Regions from separate parts of the Capra hircus genome. Here region 2 is linked to region 1. The links are chromatin contacts, called in public Hi-C maps. All regions are on one chromosome and are shown on one strand. Each heading gives the region's core, a stretch centred on a gene start, on an enhancer-like site or on the middle of the called end of the contact. The rest is flanking DNA. Distances are from core to core; before and after follow the strand shown.

Evidence for each region. Hi-C and Micro-C count contacts between places; a contact is called where the count stands out from the background.
Region 2: a Hi-C map of blood shows a contact between it and region 1, with 6 times the contacts expected there. The contact joins the promoter of LOC102177295 here to the enhancer-like site in region 1. A contact is called at or near these places in 2 of 5 Hi-C or Micro-C datasets (both in blood).

What each region holds. Positions count from the first base shown.
Region 1 is chr25:618,567-624,666 of ARS1.2, reverse strand. No RefSeq gene overlaps it. Among named protein-coding and RNA genes, the nearest start is that of GNG13, 4.5 kb to the right of the region's middle. Within about 2 kb of position 3,731, at least 4 of the 5 cell types and tissues checked have an H3K27ac peak or open chromatin away from gene starts, as enhancers often do.
Region 2 is chr25:810,200-816,299 of ARS1.2, reverse strand. LOC102177295 (tektin-4) reads left to right here and starts at 2,264. Exons shown (of 6, transcript XM_018040077.1): 1 at 2,264-2,900; 2 at 4,627-4,697; 3 at 5,032-5,175; 4 at 6,029-6,100. The coding sequence starts at 2,367.

The sequences.
Region 1 (6,100 bases), core at 2,482-4,981:
CCTCCTTCTCCCTTGGAAGACAGGAAGGACCCTGTTCTGTGCCTCCAGGCCCTCTTAATCTCAGGAGAAGGAAGCAGGATATACAGAAAGGTCATGATCCGAGCAGCAGTCACCATCTTTGCCCAACTAAGAGAAAAACATCCAACAAACCCCAGTCGACGGGCATCCTGCAAAATCCCTGACCAGCACACCTCAGAATGGCCAAGGCAGTCAAAACTAAGTCAGAGACCCTATTCCAGAGGAGCCCAGGAGATGCAAGGACCACACATGACAGGGGACCTGCTGCAGGAAGAGGATGCTACCTAACACTGCGCTGGCGTTGGTTCATAACTGTGACAAGCAGAGGCTAGCAACAAGGGATGCGAAGGGCAGGGGGCACACAGGGACACCATCCTTTCTACTTCGTTTTTCTGTAAGCCTAAAAGTGCTCTAAAAAAAGTTACAGTCTATTAATTACCTTTTTGTAAGTAGCAAGATGCCCCCGTAATCACAGCAACCCAGTCTCTCCTCAGACCCCGAAAGTTGAAAGGACTGGGACCCTCGCAATCACCCACAGTCTCTAACACAGACACTGTCCTCTGAGAATCCTGAATATCTGAGCCTCAGCAAGACTGACCAGGCAGAGTAACCTTGATTACAAACCAGGTTTCTGCAAGCTCATTTATCCCCATAAAATTACATTAAATATTTTAAATATTTTATGTTTGACCTTCCTTATCTTTCAACAAAAAGAATCAAAAAGCAGCAAATAAATGTGGACAGAACAACAGAAAGAACTTGAGTTGGCCACGTAGTTATAACCTAGCTCTTCTAAGGGATCTGCACCAATGATGGGAAAATAAAGCTGTTTTTCTTTAAACTGTGATGTTTACATGCACTGGATTTATCATCACTGGTTTTAAGTAAAAGTCCTAAGTGTAACAGCTGCTCTATTTTTGTTCCTAAATACCCCTAGATGTGACCATGTAACAGAAACTTGAAAAATTTAGGAGAGTTGAAGAGTCCTGACGCTAAATTTGAAAGGCAGGTCTGGCGTTTGCAACGTGAGGAAGCAATTGGGTAGGCCTGTGGCTCCACCTAGTGGCAAAGGCCAGGCAGGGGACATGGATGAGCCAGCCAGCTGAAGATGGAATGGCCTGACACCACCACACAGTAATGGGATTTTAGGAGCTGCCTTTTTGGGATTTGGGTGAAATGCAACATGAAACTGTCTTGGCAGGGCTTCTGGGCTCTTCCTCTGAGATCCAGCTCCAAAGACCTAGCTCCACAGACCTCAGCCCAAGAACCGCTCAGGACCTCCAGATACCACAGGGAGCACCTCTTGCCGTGTGCTGCCATTGGTGCATTTGACCATTAAAATGGACAAAAGTGGAACTTGACCATCTGCAACCCAGGCCCTGCCCAGGACCAGGCCAGGGGGCTCGAGGAGGGAGAGGCTGTAAAGAAACAAGGAGAGGGGGTCTCAAGGCCCCACCAAGATAGGGCGGTGGTGGACCCCCACCCCCAGAACAGCCCTTGAGGGGGAGACCTGAGAGGGGGGACGTGAGAGGGAGACCTGATGGGGGAGACCTAAGGGGGGGACCTGAGAGGGAAACCTGAGGGGAGGACCTGAGGGGAGGACCTGAGAGGGAGACCTGAGAGGGGGGACCTGAAGGGGGGACCTGAAGGGGAGACCTGAAGGGGGGACCTGAGGGGGGAGGATCTGAGGGGGAGGACATGAGAGGGAGACCTGAGGGGGGGGACCTGAAGGGGAGACCTGAGGGGGGGACCTGAGGGGAGGACCTGAGAGGGAGACCTGAGTGAGGAGACCTGAGGGATGGGGACCTGAGAGGGAGACCTGAGGGGGGACCTGAGGCAGGGGGACCTGAAGGGGAGACCTGAGGGGGGGGACCTGAAGGGGAGACCTGACGGGGGGACCTGAGGGGAGGACCTGAGAGGGAGACCTGAGTGAGGAGACCTGAGGGATGGGGACCTGAGAGGGAGGACCTGAGAGGGAGACCTAATGGAGGGGACCTGAGTGGGGGGACCTGAAGGGGAGACCTGAGGGGGGACCTGAGGGGGGGACCTGAAGGGGAGATCTGAGGGGGAGGACATGAGAGGGAGACCTGAGGGGGGATCTGAGGGGGACCTGGGGGGGACCTGATGGGGGACCTAGGGGGGACCTGAGGGGAGACCTGAGGGGGGGATCTGAGGAGGGACCTGAGGGGGGACCTGAGGGGGAGGACCTGAGAGGGAGACCTGAGGGGGGGATCTGAGAGGGGACCTGGGGGGGACCTGAGGGGGGATCTGAGGGCAGGGACCTGAGGGGGGGATCTGAGGGCAGGGACCTGAGGGGGGGATCTGAGGGCAGGGACCTGAGGGGGGACCTCGGGGGGGAACCTGAGAGGGAGACCTGAAGGGGGGACATAAGGGGGAGACCTGAGTGAGGAGACCTGAGGGGTGGGGACCTGAGTAGGGGGACCTGTGGGGGAGACCTGAGGGGGGACCTGAGCAGGGGGTCTGAAGGGGAGACCTGAGGGAGGGACCTGAGGGGGGGGTACCTGAGCAGGGGACCTGAGGGGGAGGATCTGAGGGGGAGGCCCTGAGAGGGAGACCTGAGGGGGGGACCTGAAGGGGGCACCTGAGGGGGAGGACCTGAGAGGGATACCTGAGGGGGGGACCTGAGGCAGGGGGACCTGAGGCGGGGGGACCTGAGGCGGGGGGACCTGAGGAGGGAGACCTGAGGTGGGGGACCTGAGGGGGAGACCTGAAGGGGGGACCTGAGGGGGAGACCTGACGGGGGGACTGAGGGGGACCTGACGGGGGGTGGATCTGAGGGGGTGGATCTGAGAGGGAGACCTGAGAGGGAGACCTGAGGGGGGAACCTGAGAGGGAGACCTGAGAGGGGAACCTGAGGGGGGGACCTGAGGGGAGACCTGAGGGGGGGGGGAACCTGAGGAGGGGGATCTGAGAGGGAGGCTATGGGTTGGGCAGAGGCACCCTGATGGCTCTGTCGTCAGTCTTCAACATTTCCCCTTTTTTCACAGATTCGGGCGGACGGTCTCGCTCACCAGTGCCGCCGTGGGGGGAGGGGGGATGCCCGGCCGCCTCAAAGGTCACCTGCCATAACTTAACAGGAGCCTGAGAAGCCAGGCCAAGGGAACACCTGAGCTTGACAGGTGACAACGGCCACCTCCGTTCCGGCCACGCCTCCACAGAGGACGCCGCCACCGCCCAGCTCCAAGATGGCTGCGTCACGCACAACAGCGCCCTGCAGAAGCCCCGCCCCTCGCCCGGGGGGCAGGTCCCCTGCGCGCCCCGCCCCCTCCACGCTTAGACCCGGAAGTGATCTCCCGAGGCTGCAGTGGGCTTTGAGCGCCGCGGGCTGTGCAAGACCGTTGACGGCGGGGATCACGGAGCAGCGGAGATGCCCGGAGCCTGCTGCCGGGCCTTCCCTCGCGGTGCCGCTCAGTACTGTCTTCACGATAAACACCGCACGTTAACACTAGTAAGAGCGCCGGAAACTTGTTTCGCTTAAGTTCTTTAGCTAAACGCCGTCAGCCTCTGTCCTAGGAAACCTCGTCTTCTGATAGCGGCGTCTGTCGCGAGTTCCCTGTCCTAATCCTGGCCGTGAGGGAAAGCCCCCCGAGTCTGCCCTGCAGTCCCAGCGGCCGAGCAGCCAGGGCCCCGCGGTGCGTGGGCTCCTCTCGCCGCTCGGCGCCGCCCGGGTCCTCCGGAAGCCAAGCCCGGAGCAGATTCGTCCTGTGAAACCGAGCAGCGAGCCGCGCACACCTCGGAGCCGTCCCGCCGGTGCCGCCCCGAGAGCTCTGCAGTCCAGGACGCACTCCTGCGTTTGCTCCTTGCGTGGACTCCCGTTGGCTTGGTCCTTCCCCGTTTCACATGACAGATCTTTCCCTGGGAGGTTGAATTCTAGATTCCTTGTAACTCTGGTGTCAAGTTCTGCAGAGCAGTCTGCATAGACTGCTCCAGAAGCGGCAGACGTGGCCCAGGCGAGGGAGCCCTGCGCTGAACCTGGGAGGGGTGAACGATGTCCGCGGTCCCCATGGGAGTCCTCGCCCCCTGGCACAGGACGGGAGTCCTTTCCGGCGAGAGATCTTCGTGATAGTCGAGGGTCCCCATTCAGTCACTTGCACTCTGCAGTCACCAGAGCTTCTGCAGCTTCTGATGAAATGAGCAGATGGCAGGGATTCCAGCTGTTTGAAGGAAGTCACTAGATGAAGGACACAAAAACGAGGGTGAGACCTGGGCAAGCCCGGAGCCCCGGGGCCTCAGTTTCCTGCTCAGCCAGTTCATCAGACCTACTCTGGGCGGTGAACACTGCTGGGCATCATCCCTGCTGTGGGAGGCAGCCCCAGCTGACAGCTAAAGTGTCTCCTCTGTTTTTGTGGAAAACCTCTGGGCACTGAAACTGTTTCTAGGAGCCACTTCCATCCACCCCTACATGGTGGGCATATCGTTTGGGACCAGAAGCGTACCTGCTGAAGGCGCAAGGCCCACCACACTTGGCCACCGGGCAGGGGAGGGGATGGCTATGGCAGCTGTGAGACAGATTTGTGGGGCCCTCCACACACCTCCAGCTCCACTCACATAGCTGCCCCATGATCAGGTAGAATTTTCTGCAGTGCTGCACAGACCTGGGGGTGCAGCTGCAGGTCGAGAGGGAAAACCTAGAGCCATGCCCAGGCCTGGGTGACAGTGCACTGGTGGCCCGACGTGTGCATTCGTCCCACTCACCCACCTTCATAGCGAAAGGCCCTTTGGGGGCGCAGGCTCGCCAGCAATACACAGGACCCCTGAGCGGCACTGGCCTCATCAGAAGGGGACCCCCCATGGCCTGTGGGCACTGGAGTGTTTGGTGCTTAGGCAGGTGCAGGCCCTGGGCCTCTTCCTGAACCTCAGGAGCACCAAGGTGTAGACCATGTGTGTCTTTCTGACCCGCATGCTGGCAAGAGCCAATGTCATGGGAGGGCTGGAGCAGGCGGGGAAGGAGGGGGTCACCTGTGGACCGCAGAGCCGTCAGAACACACTGCTTAGCCAGAGTCACCTCCCTGAGACTTTATGACTCACAGCTTATGCTGATTACAACCTGTGATTCCCTGGAATCATTCACTGTGTATTTTGCAAACATGAGTCTAAGAGCTTAAATTATTTTTGAAAGTCATTTTCAAACACTCAAAGATTATCCAAGAACTACCTAGTTTCTTGTGAGCTCTGTTTAACTGGGTGAAATAGTTTCTTTTTTATCTTCCTATCCCCATGTTCACCTCAGATAGGAACTCCCAGGGATGGGAGACAAGGAGGCACATCCCCTGAGGCCTCAGGAGGGGAGTCAGCCTGTTGTAGTCGAGAGGGTCCCACACCTACCCTGGGGTGGGTGCTGGCAGGCTGGCTCCCCACCGTCTCCTGCCAGGCCTAGGTTCTACAACATGGACTACTTGTCCTAAGTTTTCTCACCAGAGACCAGGCCTGTTGCCATGGGAGGGTTGTGTGTAGGGTCTGACCCCACCCCATCTCCCAAGGTCCGAAGCAAAGCTGCAGACACGGGGGAGGTGTTCTCACTGGGCCTCATCCTACCAGCACATGGGGCAGATCTGCCCCAGCTGCAGGTTTCATTGCTGGGGCACCACGTGGAAGAGAGCCTGGTTTCAGGAGGACCCAGTGGGGAGCTGACAGCACCAGGTGGCTCTGGGTCCCCAGCATGCTCTACATACTCAGAACAGACCAGGTGAGAGGCTGGCCTCATCTCTGGCCCCTGCCCAGCAAGGCCACAGGTCTGAGTGGCACTAGGACCAAACCAGGCTGCAGGTCCGATCGGGTTGGGGCATTTCCTGCCCCTGCCCCCCAAGTCCTCCTTGGGGACCCTGTTCAACGTGGATCAGAGCACCCCACACACCACTGACTTGTCCTGAGCACCAGAACCAGCACAAAGGGACCCTGCCTCGCTGCATCTGCCCCCACACCCATCATATCCCCGTGAGCCCAGCTGGCTCCCCACTCCAGTCAGGAGCCCTACGGGCGTGGGACCTGCATCAGCCGTTTCTAGGCCAGCGAGGAGCCCTGTTGGTTCTCACCAGCAGCCCAGTTAGGGGAGCTAATTTCA
Region 2 (6,100 bases), core at 1,015-3,514, 190 kb before region 1:
GGGGAGGCAGGTGGGGGGAGAGGAAGGTGAGATGATGACACGCTTAAGCAGGAGCCCACACCGCCCACACCAGCTCCACCAAGAGCAGAGTGGACCCCGAGCCAAGGGCCGGCCGGCGCAGCGGGAGGCAGCAGGCAGGCTAGGTGCAGGATCTAGCCGGTGGAGCGCATCAGAGAGGGTGTGGTCCCAGCACCTGGGGAGGGGGAAGCCTGGGGTGGGAGTCTTAAGGTCCTTGTTGGGAGTGGAAGCCCCTGGACAGAAGGGGAAGCCCCAAGTTGGAAGTAATGGGCCTTATGAAACATCACTATGAAGTCAAGTGGGCCTTATGAAATATTACTAGGCTAGTGGAGGTGATGAAATTCCAGCTGAGCTATTTCAAATCCTAGAAGATGATGCTGTGAAAGTGCTGCACTCAATATGCCAGCAAATTTGGAAAACTCACCAGTGGCCACAGAACTGGAAAAGGTCAGTTTTCATTCCAATCCCAAAGAAGGGCAATGCCAAAGAATGCTCAAACTACTGCACAATTGTGCTCGTTTCACATGCTAGCAAAGCAAAATCCTTCAAGCTAGGCTTCAACAGTACATGAGCTGAGAACTTCCAGATGTTCAAACTAGATTTAGAAAAGAAGAAGGAACCAGAGATCAAATTGCCAATATCCTCCGGATCCTAAAAAAGCAAGGGAATTCCAGAAAAAATATCCACCTCTGCTTCCTGGACTACATTAAAGCCTCTGACTCTGTGGATCACAACAAAAAGTGGAAAATTCTTCAAGAGATGGGAAAACCAGACCGCCTTTCCTGCCTCCTTCTCGCATTTCACAGCCAATGTCTCCCTCTGCCGGTCATGTTGGGAATCAACGGGGCTCTTGGACTCCCCGCCCAGGAGGGGGCACTTGGAGATGTCACTCTCCCCAGGTACCAAGTGAAGGTCAAGAGGCAAGTTACAATTGGACATGGAACAACGGACTGGTTCAAAATTGGGAAAGGAGAACATCAAGGCTGTATGTTGTCACCCTGCTTAATTAATTTATATGCAGAGTACATCATGTGAAATGCTGGGCTGGATGAAGCACAAGCTGGAAGTGAGATTACTGGGAGAAATATCAGTAACCTCAGATACGCAGATGACACCACCCTAATGACAGAAAGTGATGAGGAATTAAAGGACCTCTTGATGAAAGTGAAAGAGAGTGAAAACGCTGGCTTAAAGCTCAACATTAAAAAAACAAAGATCACGGCATCCACTTCATACTTCACGGCAAATAGATGGGGAACAGTGGAAACAGTGACAGACTTTATTTTCTTGGGCTCCAAGATCACTGAGGACAGTGACTGCAGCCATGAAATTAAAAGACACTTGCTCCTTGGAAGAAAAGCTATGACAAACCCAGACAGTGTATTAACAAGCAGAGTCATGACTTTGCCAACAAAGGTCCATATAGTCAAAGCTACTGTTTTTCCAGTGTCGTGTACAGGTGTGAGAGTTGAATGATAAAGAAGACCGAGTGCCGAAAAATTGACGCTTTAGGACTGTGGTGGTGGAGAAGACTCTTGAGAGTAACCTGGACGGCAATGAGATCAAACCAGAAAATCCTGAAGGATATCAACCCTGAATGTTCATTAGAAGAACTGATGCTGCAGTTGAAGCTCCAATACTGTGGCCACCAGATTCAAAGAACTGGCTCATTGGAAAAGACCCTGATGCTGGGAAAGACTGAAGGCCGGAGGATAAGGGGAGACAGAGGAGCAGATGGGTGGACGCCATCACTGACTGAAGCCGCATGAGCTTGAGCAAACTCTAGGAGATGGTGATGGACAGGGAAGCGCGGCGTGCTGCAGTCCATGGGGTCTCAAAGAGTGGGACACGACTGAGCAGCTGAAGGGCAGCAGGCAGCCCAGGGGCCAGGAGACACAGGCAAGGCCCTGGGTGGTCGTGGGGACACTGTCCCCATGACAGGACCTGCCTCCTTCCTATGGGGCAGATCTGCGGATCTGATTCAAGGCCCCCACTGGAGGCTGAGTCAACCCCCATCAGGGACACGTGGGTGCCCAGGAGAGCACTGCCTGGGAACAAGTCTGACGCAGGAGACAAGGGCCTGTCCCTCATGCAGCTCCTCTGGCAGGTACCAGGCGTGGCCAGGACAGGTGGGGCTGGGGCCTGCCTGGCCCTTTAAGAGGGCCACCAGGTGGTGGGAGGTGGGAGAATTCCAGTCGCCTAGCAACAGGAGGGCTTGGCGTGTACTGTCTCCGGGAAACCAGAAGCCACATCCTGCTTGGGGACCCAGTGGCCAGAGCTGCCCTGCTGAGCGAGCTGAGCGGCCCCCCTCCCTCTCTCCCCACTCCCGCCCGTGCCTGGGCGGCGCCATGGCACAGACGGACATACTCCTGACCAAGGAGCCCGCCCCACAGACGGTGCCAGCATGCCAGCTGCCCCGCAAGCTGTACGATGTGGCCCGAAACACGGGCGCCCACACATCCTCGGGCCTGGCCACCTCCGGCTTCCGCACGGCCAAGTACCTACTGGACGAGTGGTTCCAGAACTGCTATGCCCGCTACCACCAGGCCTTCGCCGATCGCGACCAGTCGGAGCGGCAGCGCCACGAGAGCCAGCAGCTGGCGGCGGAGACCGAGGCGCTGGCACAGCGCACACAGCAAGACTCCACGAGGAAGGTGGGCGGGCGCCTGCAAGACACGCACGGCTGGAAGTCGGAGCTGCAGCGCCAGGTGGAGGAGCTGGTCTCCGAGACCGAGCAGCTGCTGGCCCAGAAGCAGCGGCTGGAGCGCGCCCTGGACGCCACGGCCGGGCCCTTCTCCATCGTCACCGACAACCTGCAGTGCCGCGATCGCCGCCAGCACCCCGACCTTGTGCGCGACTGTGTGGAGATCGAGCTGCTGAAGGTTCGGCTGCCCAGTCCCTGGAGCCGCAGACCGGCCTCCCACCTCTCTCCAGGGAGCACGACCTTCCCAGTGTTCCCCCCTCGACTTGGCTGTGCAGAGCCTGGTGCCTGGGCACCCCTGGGAGCCTGCACTCTGCCCACGTGGGGACACTCGAGCACACGCCCAGGCACAGAGGGGTGGGGTGCCAGAACCAACTGGTCCTGGGGCCTCCCCAGCTGGGGGCAGGGGCAGAACTCAGGCTCCCTGGGGGGAGGGGGGAGGGTGCCAGTTCTGGCCTTCCCTCGGCCTGGTTCCCACAGTGGGTGCTGGGCAAGGCTGAGCTCCCTGCAAGTTGGGCCAGTCAGGCCCTGCTGGGTGAGGGGCATCGTGGCCTGGGTGCCCCCCTGCACGGGGGCAGGGCTGGAGCCTCGTGCTTGTCCACTCACCTGTTCCACCCCTGCTCTCACTCGGGGAGAGGCAGGGCCCAGGCCATGGTGGCATTCATCCCCGAATGTGTGCCGGGATGACGCTGGCCTGAGGCAGGGCAGGGCTCGGCCCCCAGGAAACCAGGAAGGGCCTGAGCTGGGCCCCAGGGGCGGCTGGCTGGGGTTGGAATGCGTGCAGGCCAAGGGAGACCCTCCTGGTCAGGTCGTGGTGGCGCCGGTGCCTCCTGGGTGGCCCCTCAGTCACCCCTGGGGCCCGGCACCTGTTGACCTGCCCCTCTGGTCACCCTGGGTCATGCAGATGAAGCCCGACCCTGAGTTCACAGAGGTGGAGCCCTGCCACACCCCCACCCTGCCAATGTCTGCGTTGGAAATCCAGCCTCAGGCCGGTGTGCAGGTGTGGACGGTGAAGGTAGGGTGGAGGCCTCGTGCATCCCACAGAGACCCGGCAGGACCTGTTCTTGGGGCAGCCCTGAAGGACTGGGGGTCACCCAGGCCAGGCCCCTGATGCTGGTGGGGAAGGGCCTCAGCTGTGAGCAGGCTGCAGCCACGGTCACTCATGAGACGTGGGGAGACACACACACAGTCAGGCACCCGGGGACCCCCTCAAACCTGGGTGCCTCCCCTAAGCCCAGGCCCTTCCTCTGCCATCCCCCCACGGCCCCACCCTCACACTCATTCACTCAAGAACCTCCCAAGGCTCCAGGAGGGACGGCTCTGTTCTGAGCCAGGCCCCTCGCCCAGCAGTACATGGACAACCGAGTCAGGACAGGAAGGCGGGCCCATGGGTCAGAACCGGACACAAGGGCTTAGAGCCCAGTGGAGGGGAAGATTCAGATCCAGGGAGGGCTTTTCCTCCCCAGGAAATGAACCCGTCAGGGAGGCAGGAGGAAACACAGGGTTCCCATGTGTCCTGGGTGTGTGAGGGCAGTCCTGGGTGGGGACTTAGTTGATAGGGTCCTCAGAGGCTATTGCCGGGCACTCTGGGGTCCGTGGGCAGGCACCAGTGATGGCTCAGAGCCCGGGGGTGCTGCGTGCCCAGCAAGTGGGAACCACCATTGGCTGATGTTCCCCACAGCCCATAGAAGACCCCCAAAGAGCCCACTGCAGTGCCCCAGACAGGGTGCTCCAAGCCCAGAATAGATCCTCTAAGAGAACCAGGCTTGCCCCCACTTCCACCAGAGACTGGGGCCATAAGCAGGGCCCAGTTCCACTGGGCATCACCCGAAACTCTGCTCTTCCTCGGGGTTTAAGAGCCTGGAGGTCCTCAGACTCTCACCAGGGGCGGGGGTCTTCTCCCCTAGGAGGCCGAGCTCATCCGGAACATTCAGGAGCTCCTGAAAAGGACCATCATGCAGGCTGTGAGCCAGATTCGGTGGGTCTGGGCGGCCTCCAGAGCTGCCCTTGGGGTGACCCCGTCCTCTTACCCCTCAGGCCACTGTAGGCAGGAGGTCGGGTGACCCGGCCCTGAGGCTGCGAGAGGTGACGGACTGTCCCCAGCCACAGCCAGGAGCACAGGGCGGGGAGGGGGCACTGGGCAGGTGGGGGTGGCCAGGGGGCCTGGACATCCAGAGCCAGACCAGCACCCCGGGGCCCACCGTCAGCAGATGAGGCCCCCCTGTCGCCTGGGGGCTGGCCATGCCCAGCGTCGGGGTGCGCCCAGCTCCCCACCCGCCCTGACGCAGGCCCTGCCCGCCGTTCGCCCGCAGGCTGAACCGGGAGCACAAGGAAACCTGCGAGACGGACTGGTCCGACAAGGTGGAGGCCTACAACATCGACGAGGCCTGCTGCCGCTACAGCAGCCAGAGCACCGACGTGCAGTTCTACCCGCACTCGGCCACGTTCGAGGAGAGGTGGGGCTGAGAGACCCCGCCCGGGCGCCCCGTCCCTCCGCCGGGGGCCTCTGTGCGGCACTTCTGCCCCTGGGGAGGGCAGGCGCCCGGCGGGACCCCCACCCAAGTGCCGGGCACACTCGGTTGACTGTCCCGCTGGGCTTCACAGGAGGAGGCAGGACCTAGCACTGGGGCAGGGTGTGTGTGTGTGTGAAAGAGAGAGAGAGAAGTGTGTGAGAGAAAGTGTATATGTGTGTTTGAGCGAGAGTCTGTGAGAGTGTGTGTGTGAGTATGAGAGTGAGTGTTAGTGTGCAGTGTGTGCATAAGTGTGAGTGAGAGTGTGTGTGTGAATGTGTGAGAGTAAGAGTGTGTATGTGTGAGTGTGAGTGTGAGATTGAGTGTGTGAGAGTGTGTGAGTGAGGGGGTGTGTGTGTGAGTGTGTCAGAGTAAGAGAGGGTGTGTGAGTGTGTGTGAGAAAGAGAATGTATGTGCGTGTGCATGTGAGTGTGTGAGAAAGTGCGTGTGAGTGTGTGAGTGTGTGTGTGTGTGTGTGTGTGTGTGTGTGTAGGGGGGAGCGGGCTGCAGCTCCGCGTGCGGCCGGCAGGGGGCGCGCGGCCACCACCCGGCGCAGCCACGGCCGTCGGGGCACGAGCGCGGGGACCCCTGGGCGGCTCAGGAGGCGCCGGGAGCTGGCGGAGAGACCCTACGGGCGCCGTCAGGGGCGGGGCACGGGGGCGCGGGGCCGCGGTGTGGCTCTAGGACTTCGAGTGGTCGTCCGTGCCAAGGCCCTGGGGACTCGGGGTGAGGCAGGCGCGGGGAGGTCCTTGTAGCTGCCCCCACCGACCGCGGTGTCAGCCCACTCCCCCACCCGTAGTGCCTCCACGCCCGAGACGTGGGCCAAGTTCACCCAGGAACACCTGTACCGCGCTGAGCGCGAGCGCCTGGC